2 separate regions of the Mus musculus genome follow, and region 2 is linked to region 1. The links are chromatin contacts, called in public promoter capture Hi-C maps. All regions are on one chromosome and are shown on one strand. Each heading gives the region's core, a stretch centred on a gene start, on an enhancer-like site or on the middle of the called end of the contact. The rest is flanking DNA. Distances are from core to core; before and after follow the strand shown. Region 1 holds the start of D930003E18Rik (RIKEN cDNA D930003E18 gene). Region 2 holds the start of Aplnr (apelin receptor).

What was found. Promoter capture Hi-C pulls out the DNA fragments that hold promoters and counts their contacts.
Region 2: a contact with region 1 is called in a promoter capture Hi-C map of pre-B cells, with 3 times the contacts expected there. The contact joins the promoter of Aplnr here to the promoter of D930003E18Rik in region 1. A contact is called at or near these places in 5 of 39 promoter capture datasets (cranial neural crest, embryonic stem cells, liver and 2 more), 1 of 484 Hi-C or Micro-C datasets (cortical neurons) and 1 of 9 other capture datasets (liver).

The regions. Positions count from the first base shown.
Region 1 is chr2:84,836,402-84,843,769 of GRCm38.p6, forward strand. It overlaps D930003E18Rik (RIKEN cDNA D930003E18 gene), which reads right to left and starts at 3,807. Exons shown (of 2, transcript NR_165656.1): 1 at 3,347-3,807; 2 at 2,449-3,252. It overlaps Slc43a1 (solute carrier family 43, member 1), which reads left to right and starts at 4,225. Exons shown (of 14, transcript NM_001083809.1): 1 at 4,225-4,604. The coding sequence starts at 4,373.
Region 2 is chr2:85,132,704-85,140,071 of GRCm38.p6, forward strand. It overlaps Aplnr (apelin receptor), which reads left to right and starts at 3,657. Exons shown (of 1, transcript NM_011784.3): 1 at 3,657-7,220. The coding sequence starts at 3,930. The coding sequence ends at 5,063.

The DNA of each region.
Region 1 (7,368 bases), core at 2,557-5,056:
GTATTTTTATGTGTGTTGGTTGAGTGTTTTGCCAGCAGGCATGAAGTGTATACACCATATGCATGCAGAGCCTGTGGATGCCAGAAGAGGACGCTGAGTTCCGTGAAACTAGCATCACAGAAAGTTGTGAGCAGCTATGTGGGTGGATGGGAACCCAACCCAGGTCCTCTGCAAAAGCAACAACTACTCTTAATGGTTGAGCCGTCTTTCCACCACCATCCCACCCGCTGTTTGCTGGTCTTTGATTTGCTCTGTGGCCCTGGCCTAGAACTAGACTTGCCTCTGCTTCTTGAGTGCAGTGTGTGTGTGTGTGTGTGTGTGTGTGTGTGTGACAGCACCTGACATTCTCCAATCAGCTATTATATAGGCTTCCTACCTACTTAAGCCTTCCTTCCCAATGTACCCTCCTTTCATTAAACATTAACCATGTCTGTCCCTTTCAAACAAAACCAAAAGAAGAAAACGAAAGAACTCAGTTTTTGTGTTGTTTTTACTGTAAGTATTTAGCTTCACGGAGATCATTTCAAAGTCAACCGAGGGTTCCTTACCAGCATTATTTCCCGCCACTCTCTTCTCATTTATTCAACAGATGTCTAGCTGAAGTTTACTGTATGCCAGGTCTGCCATAGGCAGCAGCAGCCATACAAGCTACCTACAACATGACTGGTTTTGTGCCCAGCCCATGGCGTGGGGAAGGGGAAGAAGGAACGTCTTCATTTTAGATCAGCAGGGGCTTCCTAAGGGATCAGCATAGTCTTTGGGGATGGACTGGCAGCTTCCAAATGAAGGTGAAGCTTGAGATTGCTGTAAGGAGGAAAGAACTGGAAATGAAGAAGTGAATCTGACACCCCTACAAGAAGGAAGAGCAGGTGCTGAGCCCGGAAGGTGTGAAACCAGCTGGCCAGGCTCCGCCCCGAACATCTGCTCTTAGGTGTTCTGCATATGCAAGCGGTGAACAGAACAAAGGCTCCTGATTTCACAGGAGTCGGAAGATGGGAGCATCAGATGGAACTTGGAGTAGCAAGCCTTCCAAACACAGGAGTTCATGGACACTAAAGTCTTACGGGTGGGACTCACAACCTCACTGAAACTTCAGTGCGAATGTCTGTGCTTGTGTCCACAAAGCATCTTCATAGATAGTGGATTAATGTTTCAATGTGGTCATCAAGAGGTGGTGATGCTGTTGAGTTAGAACCTTTCCTGTGGGGTCCCTTGTACTGAGCTAAGGAATTTGACCCTGAGGTCAAGCGTGTAGAAGCAAGTATATATATGCTTGTGTGTGTGTATGTGTGTGCGTGTTTATGTGTGTGTATGTGTGTGTGCGTGTTTATGTGTGTGTGCGTGTGTGTGTATGTGTGTGCATGTATGTGTGTATGTGTGTGTATGTGCATGTGTATGTGTGTGCATGTGTATGGGTGTGTATGTGTGTGTGTTGTACTTCTGGACTGGAACACATACATATTCGAGAGCTCAATTGCTCAGCCACACCCCTTACCCTGCAGCCAGCGAGGCATTTTAAGAAGTAAAACCATCAAAGGCTGACACACGCTTTTTTGCCAGAGAACTTCCCGTGCCTTTCTACTGCCAAGCTTTTGCTTTGCTGTTCCTTCACCTGGCTCACAGGAATGAAAACACCAGCCAGCCAGGCCTGCCTCCAGTCTCTGTGGTCTAGCTGCAAACCTTGTTTACTCTCTGTGTGAGAACGTGTGAGGTTTGAAGCACTCTTTGATGAGCTGCATATTTAATAACTTTTGTTCTGGAAAGTGCCCATCACGTTGCAGTCACTTGGCAATGTCAGCTCCTTTTTTGGTGTGGTGGCTCAGCAGCTCCTTCCTGGCTACCTTTGTGGAACTCTGCACTGTTTCAGGCTCCTTCAGAGCTCTGTGAATCACACTTTTTTTTTTTTTTTTTTGAGACAGGCTTTCATGTAGCCCAGGCTGGCCTCTTGCAAATTGAACACGACCTTGAACTTCTGATCCCCCTTGCCCCTACCTCTCAGACGCGTGCCACTAACCCTGCTTTGTGCTGTACTTCAGATCAAACCTTCAGGCTTAGACATGCTAAGCAAGCATTTTACCAGCCACACCTCCCACTCCCTGCCCCCAACCCCAGGGTTTTCTCTGTGTAACAACCCAGGCTGCCCTGAGACCAGGCTGGCCTCAAACTTGAGAGCTCTGCCTGCCTCTCCCTCCTGAGTGCTGGGATGAAATGCGTGCACCACCAGCTCTGGTCCGTCCTTTTCACTCTTAATGCACCGAGTTAACCCGTACCCGTATTTTCCTGCAGCATAATTACTTCCTTAATCTGTCCAAACAAGTACTGAATAGCGTTCCTGTTTTACAGATGGGGAAATTGAGGCCAGGTGGACTGAATGGTTTACCAAAAGATCAATCATTTAGCGACAGGAAGCACCTGATCACTGAATCTTGCGAAATAATGACAACAGCGGCAACAATGAACATTTATTATGCTCACCAAGTCAAGTGTACCCAGCATTAATTACTACTGCATCCTAATTCTATCTCCTCTTGACAGGCCGGCAAATGCTGTTATCCAAATTTATAGAGAAGGAAACAAGCTTTGAGAGATTAAGTTGCCCAAGGTAACTCGGGCTAGACAGCTTTCAAAATGCAGACTCTTAACTGGAGCATATAAACTCCAAAAGAGTTCCCGACTCTTTTGGAAAAGAATCCTTTTCAACTTCACAGTTCAAGACCCCACCCTAGCCTTTCCAGCATCCAGTTTAACTTCAGCCAAGTTTTTGGTTGTTTTGAACAAAGATGTAGAGAATGCTGTCAAACGTTAGTTCAGGGGGTCAACAGAGAAGCTGGGGGTCGAGAGTGGAAATTTAGGCGCCCCGGGCGCACTGGGTAAGAAAAGTATCTGGGGACCAACAGGCGAGTCACGTGTGCATGAAACTCGACCTAAGGGGTGGGGAAGGACGGGAACCCCCGCCCCCACCTTGGGGCGCTGCTCCCAACGCCTGTAAATACAGCTATCAACTCCGCAGATCGCGTAGTCCATGCCCTGGCTTCCCGGCTTCACCTATCTGTGGCGCCAGGACGGTTCCCAGATCCACTGCTTCTTTCGAGGGCGCAGACGAGGTGAGACCGGCGGTTCCGAGGCCCGCTGGGTCTGGCACGCAGGGAAGACACCCCGCGTGGATGCGATTTGGAATTGGGATCCTGGGTCTCAGGAGATCCGGAGTGTGGAAGCGCCGGGGAGACTCTGTGTTACTCCGGGTGTCAACAGCTGCGGGAGGCAAGTTTGTCGGGGACAGGTGAGCAGCTAGCGCAGCTCAAAGTCACCCAGCCACACTTGCAGGTCCCTGTGAAGCGTCCGTTACCTGAGTCTCTGGGCACATTGTTCCCTCTGTCCGACCCCTTCATTCTCCCCTTCTTCTCTTCCACTCTGTTTAGAACCACGGTTGTCATTATAGGATGGGACCTCGGGGATCCCTGATTCAAAAGCCCCGTTTCACAGATGAGGGGCTGGGCCACCCCCTAGAGAAGGGTCTCTTTCTCTTCGTCTTTCTTGTTTGCTCTTCCCCTGATCATTTCCTCTAGGCTCGCCCGGGTCTTGCTTCGGGTCCCCGGGTCAGATCGCCTCCCTTGTTGGCGGTGGCTACCGCGGCCCTGGAGGGCTCGGGTTTCTTCGTTCCCTCTGGTAAACACACCCGCCCGCCGGCCACCCCATCTGCCTCCTTATAAAGTATGTCCTTATAAAGTCTGCAGGCACCGGACTTCCTGCCGGAGCCCAAGCCCCCTCCCAGGGACAGAGGGGCTGGCGCGTTCCCAGGCGCGCGGCGGAATGAGGGGCGCGCGGAGGCGCCACGGGGCCCGCCCAGGGTCTCCCTCCACGTGGCAGCCGTGGGATTGGCCCAGGAGACAGGACGAGCGCCGCCGGCTGTGTCAGGCGGGAGGAAGTTTTCTACCCGGGCTCTGGAGAGGAGGAGTAGAATGAAAGGCGTAACTAGAATAGAGGGTCTCGGGGTAGCCCCAGACTTCCCTTTCCGCCTCCTGCTCGCTTCTGAGAATCCGATCTGGTGCCTAGAGGCTGGCTAGCTGTGGGCCAGAGGTGGCTACAGAGCACGGTGTGCCCCTTGGTGACTTTGAGAGACTTTGGGAACTTGGGGGGTTGTCTCCTGGAGCGGGATCGGGGCGCCCTGGCTCGGGTAGGCAAGCCCGGCAGCGCGCCAGGAAGTTGCTTCGCTCAGACCAGACCTTTCTGGTTCCTGATAGCGCCCTGCGGGCCAGTGGCGCGTTCGCTCCTGGCACTGCCAGAGCGCGCGGAGCCAGCTCCGCAGCACCGGGCTCTATGGGGCCTCCATGAAGGCTCCATCTCTTTGGCTCCAGGGGTCTCAGGAGCCACCATGATGGAGTACCCTTCCCAAGGGCCGCTAGGAAGCCCTTCTCTGAGCGCTCTGTTTCTCTGCAGAGTCTCGGCCACCATGGCTCCCACGCTGAAGCAGGCGTACCGCAGGCGCTGGTGGATGGCTTGCACCGCTGTGGTGGAGAACCTCTTCTTCTCCGCGGTGCTCCTGGGCTGGGCCTCCCTGCTGATCATGCTCAAGAAGGAAGGCTTCTATTCCAGCCTGTGCCCAGGTATATCTGAGAAGGGTGTGGGGGTGGGAGGTGAAGACCGCGAGGGACGGTAGAAGGAGGAGGCAGGAAGTTGGAAAACAAGGACAGGTGGTCAGGCAGAGACAAAGCGACAAAGCAGGGCTGCCCAAGACCGGAACACTGGGCAGCTAGGAATTGGACAGCCTCACTTCATGATCTCTTCAAACTTCAGGTGCCACTCTGTCAGGATTCTCTGATTCAGTGATGAGTGAAAGCCAAAGTCCCACTAGGCATACATATCCTGAGACTGATTGCCTATGACAACCTTCTGTCTAGAGTAGTCCGTAGACTCTTAGAAGTTCTGCACCTACCTGGATAAGGAATGCTCAAGTTAAACAGGTCTTTTGTGTGTGTGTGCTAGCAAGCATTGAACTACATCACCAATACACAGAGAGTTCTTAATGAGATCAAACAGAAGTACACAAACTGGAGAATGGACGTGAAGGACCTATACTCTTGGTCTTTTCAGGACCTTGGAGTTCCCAGGTCTACAAATCATCCCTTTTGTACAAAGTTAAAAGCCTTATTTCCTCTAGAATGGATATTTGTGGAGCGTTTGTTTCTGTTTTCCACACCAATCACCTTGGTCTTGTGTAAAGTGACCCGGACCTGGAGTGGGAATTCTAAACTCTTTGAGAATAGTTAGTGCAGCCAGAGGCTGCCTGTCTGCATCTGTCCGTCAGGGAGGGAGCGCCTCACTTAGTGACTGGGACTTGGTGGATATTTTTCTTTTCTGGAAAGGAGAGTGTTGTGCTCAGTGAAGGGGCTGTGTGGTGTGCAGTTTGATGTCTCTCCTGTCTCTTTCCCCACATCCTTGTTGTGGAAAGAAGGCCAACAGGGATTGGAATCCCGGCTTCCATCTCATTTAACCAGTGAGTTCCTTGCAAATTGAGTGTCCATTACCTAGAAACAATAGTAACATCAGTTCCCTGGATGACTAAGTCTCAACACACATGTGAATGTCCTTCTGGCTTCTCCTGACTCTTCAGCTCAACCTGTTGCCTCATTGCTTAGCCTGTGAGTGTGGGAGGATGGAAAACCATTTCCTTGAGGGTGGAGGTGAGGAGGTCTTGATATCTATCCTTACTTGCAGCTCCAGCTATACTGTGGGGCTGCCCCACCCCTGCTGAAGTTATCTCTAAGGAAGCAGTGGGTTGCACCCAGCTATGGCACTCAGCCCAGGTGCCTGGCCCCAGTTACAGAGGGCTGGGGCTGGAGATGATGGAGTTAGTGTGAGGCCTAGGAAGGCAGGGTGGATTCCTTGAGGAAGAAGTCTGAAATGGAATGATAGGCTTGCATTTCAGGATGGTTGAGAGGACCAGGTGGGTCCTTAGGGACCCCCACCCACAGGAGATTCAAATCCCTCTGAGCTTTCTCTGGAGACTAGAGAGCACCATCCCTTTGTTGTCTGGTGGCCTTGATGTCTGCTATAACCCATCCAGTGGCTTCTCCCTGTCTTCTGTACTTGGAGGTAATAGGCTTTCACTAAGAATTCTTTAGGAGAAATTGATTTACCTTGTACATTTTGATGATGTTTGATAAATATATACACTCTAGTAATTATCACAAGTCAATATTTACAACATTTCCACCCCCCCCCCAGAACTTTTAAGGGCCTGGGATATGTATAAGTCTCTTATTTGTAACATACAATATAGTAGCTTCAAGAATATCCAGTGTTTTATACTCATCCCCACAAATTTTAGAGCATATACGTATCCCCAAAAGCCACACTGTACCATGACCAACACCAGCTCTCTGTTCTCTCTCTAGGCAACCACTTGTCTGCTTTCTGTCAGAGATTGGCTATGACAAATACCAGCTATACCCATTTGGAATGTTTTCTTTTTTACGTTTTCTATAAACGGAATTTTGTCTTTTGTGGCTGATTTCTTTCACTCAGCATAATATTTTTTTTTTTTTTAGGTTCATCCTTGTTCCACATATAAGCCTTGTTGTTGTTGTTGTTGTTGTTTTTAATAGCAGAGTAGTTCTCTACCATGTGGACTGACTACATTTTCTTCATTAGTTAATGGGCATCTGGGTTATTAAGGCTAATACTCCCGTGTTTATGTATTTATTTTGGAGTGGATATGCTGGGTCATGAAGGTAACTTTAATGTTTTCCAAAATGATAACCACATTTTAAATTCTCACCCGCAGTGCATGAGGGATTCCACCTTCTCCACAACCTCAGCTTTGGTTGTTGACTGTCTTTTTTAATTTGCATTTCCCTAATGGCTACTGAGGTTGAATGTTTTTTCATGTGTTTTTGTTGGCATATTCTCTGGAATAACATCTAGTCAGCTTCTTCTTCCCTTTTTAAGTTGTTTTATTTGCTTGTTTATTTATTCAGAGATTGGACCCTGGGCCTTATACTGCTAAGCGAATGCACAGTCTACTACTGAGCCATATGCCTAGGTCTTTCTTTTTCATTATTGACCTGTCAGGGTTCTTTACCTGATCTAAGTCCTTCATATAGTTCTCTTTCTTTTCTTTTTTTTTCTGGTGTGTATCCTTTTTAATGTTGGTAAAATTTCATTTGCCTAACTCTTATTCTGCTACACCATCCTGTTTAAGAAACCGTTGGCTAAATTTGAAGTCACAAAAATTTGCACCTGTGTTTTCTTAGTTTTGTGGTTTGGGCTTTTAAGTGTTGATCCTTGGACTTACGAGGTCCCGACTTGATGTTTTGAGTTACTTGAAAGTGGGTGTGTGGTTGGGTCTGGCTGTTTCTGAGCACTAGT
Region 2 (7,368 bases), core at 2,407-4,906, 300 kb after region 1:
AGGTTGGATGCCAGAGAGATATCAGTCCTAGGGCTGGGGTATGGGTAGCCTCTGAGTCTTGGGGCACATCAGTCTGGCCTGCAACCTCAGTTGTGTTTACCAATCTTACAGCTTCTGTGATGGATAGTGTGGTGGGAGACAGGGATGGATCAGCACCAGGTTGGGTGAGGAGTGAGCCTGGCTGTCAGTGTCGGGATCACTCAGGCCATCTGGCTCCAGCTTGCTCTAGGTTGGAGTCTGGGTCTTATCAGCATCCCACCATTCCAGGCACAGATCATTGACCCCTGTACCATCCCAGGCTCCGAATTCCCTTCCCTTTCCATTGAGACAGAGAATAATTAATGAAGTACATTCATATTTTCTCCCATGGAGAACTCTGGGTTTTCATCTGGCTTGGAATCCAGGCAGGACAGCTGGGAGAGATAGACAGGAAGTTTGTTTCAAGGCTATTGAAGCTTTCATGTTCCTCTCTTTCTGTGTCCTCAGTGACCCAGGGTTGCTCCTGGATCTTTCTGGAAGCAAAAAAAAAAAAAAAAAAAAAAAAAAAAAAAGAAAGAAAGAAAGAAAGAAAGAGAGAAACGCGTGTGATGTCAGCATCAGTCTCTGTCCCGGAATGGCTACAGCACAAGTGTTTACTCTCCTCATCTGGGGAAAATTGCCTCCTGTCCAGCTATGTGGTCCCTCCTGATAGGCAACAAGTTCTGAAGTGACTGACGGTTAACCATTTCTACTTGGCCACACTGTCATTCTGCCACCTGTTCAGAAGAAGCAACTGGGCTTGCATACTCCCTGGTTGCTGAAGCCCCAGTTCCCGGCAGAATTGAGTAGGATGACTACTGTTCTGTAGAAGCACAGTGTTCTAGAGGCAGAGCCATGTTATCTTTTCAATTAGCACAGCCAACCAGGTGTTCTCTCTGGCAATGGTAGGTACATAAACCACAGCTATCTTAGCGTCACTTTACCTTTCTTGTGTCTCTTTCCTCACTCATCTTTCTGCTGAGGCCAAATGAAAGTTCTAAGTTCTGTTCTACTAAGTTCTCTCTCTCTCTCTCTCTCTCTCTCTCTCTCTCTCTCTCTCATGTGTGTGCAGGTGTACTCACCTGTACATATGGAAGCCAGAGTCTGCTATTAGAATGATAGTCTCAACAGTTTTGCTATTTTTTGTTTAGGGTCTGTCATTGAACTTAGACCTGACTACCTTGGCTAAGCTGGCTGCTGTCTCTACTCTATCTAATACTGGATCACAGATGCATGGCATCTTCCCTGCTTTTATGTGTGTGTGCTGGGGATATGAACTCAGGCCCCATGCCATCTCCTTGCCCATTCCTCTCATTGTTTTACTGATTGAAAGAGATAATAAAATGTACAGAAGGATGCCTGACACTCAGTATGTGAACAATATACAGTGCTTAGGAGACCCAGACAGTAGCCCTTAGGACCTTTCTTATCTTTCTCTCTACCCATCTTTCCTGCATTTCCCCCTTGCATCCTAAGACTTTGGCCATGGTTGTTTTTATTTTTCATTCTTTGCATTTTCTGGCTTCCTTGTCTGTGTTTCCTCTCTTTCTTCTTTCTCCTATCCTTAGAAAGTTCTTCCTGTTAAAACCCTACTGACTGGAGATGATACAAGCTGCTCTACTTACCTTGTTTCATATTTTGATATGGGTGTTAATGCCTTGAACTCATTTCTGCCCAAACTTCAGTTTCTGCCTCTCAGTTGTTGGGATTATAGACATGCACTACCTTGCCTGGCACCTAGAATACATTCTTTTTAAAAATGAAATTATTTTCCCATGTGAATCAATCTGATGCTTTCCCACAAGCATTCAGAATTAGACATTGTCTTGAAAAATCTTGACGTATGGGAACACTGGTCCACATTTCTGCATAGCAACCAGAGACCAGAACTGAGGAGACCTTTCTGTCTTATTTGAGACAAAGTCTCATTGTGTTGCCTAGGTTGTCCCCAAATTTTTAGATGCAAGTGATTCTCCAACCTCAGTCTTTAAAGTAGCTGGTACTACAGTAGGCATGCACAGTGCCTACCCCGTGTCCTTTGACAGACAAACTCTACTTAGTCACAGTCTCTGACTCCCTGTTATCACAAACTGGCTGCTTTGCCTGAATACATGCTTAACATATCCATGCAGGTATCTGAATTTGTCTACTTGGAGATCTCTGGGGAACCTTACTGACAAACTCTCCTTCCAGGAAGTGGCTTTCAGCTCTGTAAACCTTGCCATGTATGGCTAAGGCTTACCTAATTTGTGCCCATTTCATTCTGCCCCAACCTTTCCCCTCCCTCTCTGCCACTCCTTCTCTCTCCCTTCCTTTCCTCCTTTCTATCTTCCAACCCCAACCCTCAATGGGGGGGGGGGGGGAAGCATGGAATCCAGGGCTACACAATCTACTATTAAGCAAAGCTTGTCATCTTCCTGCCCCAATTCAGGTAGCTTCCCTCACTTTTGGGAGGTGAAATAGAAAGGATGCACTTAGAAAAAAAAAATCTTATCTTGTGCATCCTTCCTCTTCCTGCAGAGGCTCAGGGAAGGGAAGGAGGCCAGATGGGAGGGTGACTACATCTGCTCAGGGCTGCTTCTTTTTCTGCCTCCTCTAACTCAACTTCCTGACCCTATGTGGTCTTATGAAACCTCTTGGCCCATGGATATTGGTAAGAACCCGAGGAACTGAGTTCATGTTCTTACCACATAGTAATTCATACATTTATTCTTTTCCTTGTCTTACTCTTTTCCTAATTTGTCCATTTACTTATTCACTCAACAATCAGAGATCCCTGAAGACATACTAGAACTGTATTCTATACGGGCTTAGAAGATAAGTAAACAACCAGACATCACAAAATTTACCCTGTAATATTTGTCTTAAATCACTTACCTTAAGCCTCAGTTTCCCCATAGATTTAATGATGTGGCTAGGAACCATTTTTTTTTTTTCTGTGTTTCCTTCATCCTGTGACTCTGCCAACCAACTTTCTAATCCCTCTACCTGCAAACTACAAACTCTGGTCTGCCAGCAGGTTATGAATTGTAAAGAAATTTCATTATGCTTTTGTCTGCAAAATCCCCCAGTTCTCAGAAACAGGGTTAAAGCCAATGTGTAGAGAAGAATGAACAAAATGCAGAAATGCAGGGAATCCCAGTGCCTCATGGGGTGGGGGTGGGGTGGGAGTGCAGGGTCAGCAGGGACCATCCAGATGCTGGGACACCCCTGTGAAATATCACACCCTCTCTGCCCCGTGCTGTCCTGGATTCAGGTCAAACTGGATTTCAATCTGCATAATTTGTCCCATTTAGAAGGGTTGGGAGAGGGTGAGAACAGGAGGGTGAAGACTGAGGAGGGGGGATAGATACTCCCCCCATCCCAAAGGCAGGCATGAAGTAGTGGCCAGAGGAAACCAGAGTGAACAGGCTGGAGTGAAGGCTGGTAGCTGCTAGAGAGAGGAGGTGGGACCGGGAGGAGCAGCAGGCTTGAAAAGCACAGGGTAATTGTCAGCCCAGCACTGTAGGGGGCAATTTAGTCTACTTACCCAGTGGCAAGAAGTAAAAAAAAAGTGGGCTGTGACTTAAAGATCTTAAGACTCACTAGAGAGGGAGGGGTTAGCCTGGGAGTGGGAGGAGGGAGTGCAGAGTTTAGGAGGAGACAGAGACTCTGGAGGGTGCAAGGAAGTGTCTTTAGCTGAGCTGGGCTGGGCTGGGACGGGAAGGTAGACTGAAGCTGCCTGAACTGCTCATCCCGCTGGGTCTGAGCTCCCAGTGGGGCGGTTCGCATGCCTGGAAGGACTCTAAGCACCCTCAGACCTCTTACTCTGAGGTTCAAGCCAATCCTTCAGGGTGCTTGCTGAGTTGGTGACCCATCTCTGGAACTGGTGTCCCTGGGACTCACTGCCCAGCTTCACTTCATTCAGCACCATGGAAGATGATGGTTACAACTACTATGGGGCTGACAACCAGTCTGAATGCGACTACGCAGACTGGAAGCCCTCTGGAGCGCTCATTCCTGCCATCTACATGTTGGTTTTTCTTCTAGGCACCACAGGCAATGGCCTGGTGCTCTGGACCGTGTTTCGAACCAGCCGCGAAAAGAGACGCTCAGCTGACATCTTCATTGCCAGCCTGGCAGTGGCTGACTTGACCTTTGTGGTGACTTTGCCACTGTGGGCCACTTATACCTACCGGGAGTTTGACTGGCCTTTTGGAACCTTCTCTTGCAAGCTCAGCAGCTACCTCATCTTTGTCAACATGTACGCCAGTGTCTTTTGCCTCACCGGCCTCAGCTTTGACCGATACCTGGCCATTGTCAGGCCGGTGGCCAATGCTCGGCTAAGGCTGCGAGTCAGCGGGGCCGTGGCCACAGCAGTCTTATGGGTGCTGGCTGCCCTTCTAGCTGTGCCTGTCATGGTGTTCCGTTCCACAGACGCCTCGGAAAATGGCACCAAGATCCAGTGCTACATGGACTACTCTATGGTGGCCACTTCAAACTCAGAGTGGGCCTGGGAGGTGGGCCTTGGGGTGTCCTCCACTGCCGTGGGCTTTGTGGTGCCCTTCACCATCATGCTGACATGTTACTTCTTCATTGCCCAAACCATCGCTGGCCATTTCCGAAAGGAGCGCATTGAGGGCCTGCGGAAGAGGCGCCGGCTGCTCAGCATTATCGTGGTGCTTGTAGTGACCTTTGCCCTGTGCTGGATGCCTTACCACCTGGTGAAGACTCTCTACATGCTGGGCAGTTTGCTGCACTGGCCCTGTGACTTTGACATCTTCCTCATGAATGTCTTTCCGTACTGCACCTGCATCAGTTATGTCAACAGCTGCCTCAACCCCTTTCTCTATGCCTTCTTTGACCCCCGATTTCGCCAAGCCTGCACCTCCATGCTCTGCTGTGATCAGAGCGGGTGCAAAGGCACCCCTCACAGCAGTAGTGCTGAGAAGTCAGCCAGTTATTCTTCCGGGCACAGCCAGGGCCCTGGCCCCAACATGGGAAAGGGAGGAGAGCAGATGCATGAGAAATCGATTCCCTATAGTCAAGAAACCCTTGTGGACTAGGGCTGGGACCAGAGGGAAGCCTGGTGCAGCGGGTCTGACCCAAACTTTATCCTCACGCTCTGAGAATCAGGTAGCATGGCTGTACTTTCTCCCGGATTCCTCGCTCCGTTCTCTTGCTCATCTCCGAGTTCTGCCTTGCCCCTCTCAGATGTTTGTGGTTTAGCGGAAAGGGATGGAGCCTTGCAAACAGCTCAGCTGTTCAACATTTCTGAGGTTGAGCTTGCACAAGTCTCTTAACTTCCTTAAACTTCAGTTTCTTTGTTTATAATAAATGAGGGAAGGTTATATGGACCCTAAAATGTTGAAGTATGAGTCCTGATCTAATTTGCTTCATTCTGCCATTTTTTCCCTCAGCTCTCTAGCACCCCTTTTTGCTTTCTCTGCTGGAGAAATTATTTCTGTCAACTACTCACTTGCTAGATCTAACTCTTTCTCTTCTAGTGGGTCCCTTCCCCTCAAACCTTCCTGTCTGTACCCCAGCGCCTTCTTCCCTGCTGGACTCTTAAGGGTTAAGTACCCTGAAACTTGAAGAGTAACTTATCCTTTGAGTTCTTGTCCTGTTTTCTGAGAACCAGCAGGTGGCTGTATGTAGGCAAAGAATTAGTGCTCTAGTCCCCAGCGCCAGGAGCTCTGTATCTTTCAAAAAAGTTGGATCAGTTCATTGTTGGTCCAGGCACCAGGGCTAGATGAATTTTTGAATAGCAATTTCTCTTTGGCAGAATCTCTGTGATGCTTAGTGAATCCTACCAATAACCCAGTATCCTTCCCATCATTTTTTTTTTTTAAAACTGTCTGTGAGAATCTCAAGGCAACAGGACTGAAGAAGCTGTGGATTGTCCTGTCCCTCTGAAGGGGGGAGTTGGGAAGGGACAACAGAGAAAGGATTAGAGGGGAGTCTGTATTTAGTTTGTATGCTGCTTGCCTCCCCTATCCCAATCCTCATCCCTCCACCTCCTACAGAACTGTGAACTGTAGAGCTGATCTTTCTCCTGTCTCCTCCCCCACCCCACCATCTCTATAGGTTTTGGTGCTACTTGGCACCAAGAGTCACTCACTTGGTTAGGTAAGGCTATTTGCTTTTTGTCTATATGGGTGTATATAAAGGTATATCAATGTGCACATGCATGTGTGTGTACACACACACATACACAAGTATCACATAAACTTTATCGATGAAGGACTAGGGTGAACCCCCCACTCACTTTCCCCTGTGCCTCTGTAGGTCTCAGAGTCCACTTGGGGAAGAATGGACCTATGGAGGTAGAATAGATCCATTGTGGATCCACCCCCACTGGATTTGGGGAACTCCGACGGCTGGTCCGTATCTAGGAAAGAAGTCTATGTTTGTGCTAGGATTTCTGTAGGGAGCTGTTTTCTCAGTGGCATCTGGTCCTAAGGCTGGAGAAGTCTGGAGCTGGGCCCCAGTTCCTCTCCCAGTTCCACAGTAGCAAGAAGAGACTTACAGACTATATATAGCAGGGCCCTTCTCCTCTGTCCCTCCCTGCCTCTGACTTTTTTCTCACCCCTCTCACTCTCTTTAGGGGTCTTGAGGAGGCCACTTTCTTGCCACAGGATGATGAAAAAAGGGTGAGCTTTTGTGATCCTCTCCATCAGGACTGAGCCTCCTGGATCCTCTTTCTCCTTTAGGGGGGAGTAAGTTTGGGAAAGAGTGACTGGAGCCTCTGTGGGGATCTCCAGGACAAAATCAATAGTGGGGCCTTTGTGAGCTGGACATGGGTGTGCATATTCCGGGTTTTGTTCTTGGAGGGCTCTGGACACCAAGGACAAGACATATTCCATGGAAACAGGAAGAGCCCAGCTTGATGCGGTTGGACCATCTCTGGCAGAGATCCTGCTCCTGGAGTAGGAAAGGGGGTTGTGGTGGTGGGGGATGGAGAAAGCAGCTCCTCTTAGCTGAGCTCTGCATATCTCAGGCCAGAAACTTTCACACAGCTACTTTCTCCGCCAGGCCATTCTCAAAGCAGCCAGTTCGAGCTGCAGGAGGCTTCTGGGAGACAACAAACTCAACCACAGCATGGGACAGATAGCAGCAGAGGCAGCTTTTCCTCACCCCCACCCCTTCTTCAGGATGCGCTTTTTTTTTTTTAAATGATCTTGTTACTCACTGTGGTTCATCAAATAAAACTGTTTTGTGTAGCTGTCCTGTCCAAAGCGTCCTCATTTGAAAGTACCTTGAGAGAAGTGTAAGAACCCGCAGTTGCAGCTATTTCGGTAGAGGTGAGAGGGTATACTGGAGGGGGGAATCAGTGCGAGCCAAAGAGGGAGAATCTCCTGGAAAGCTGCA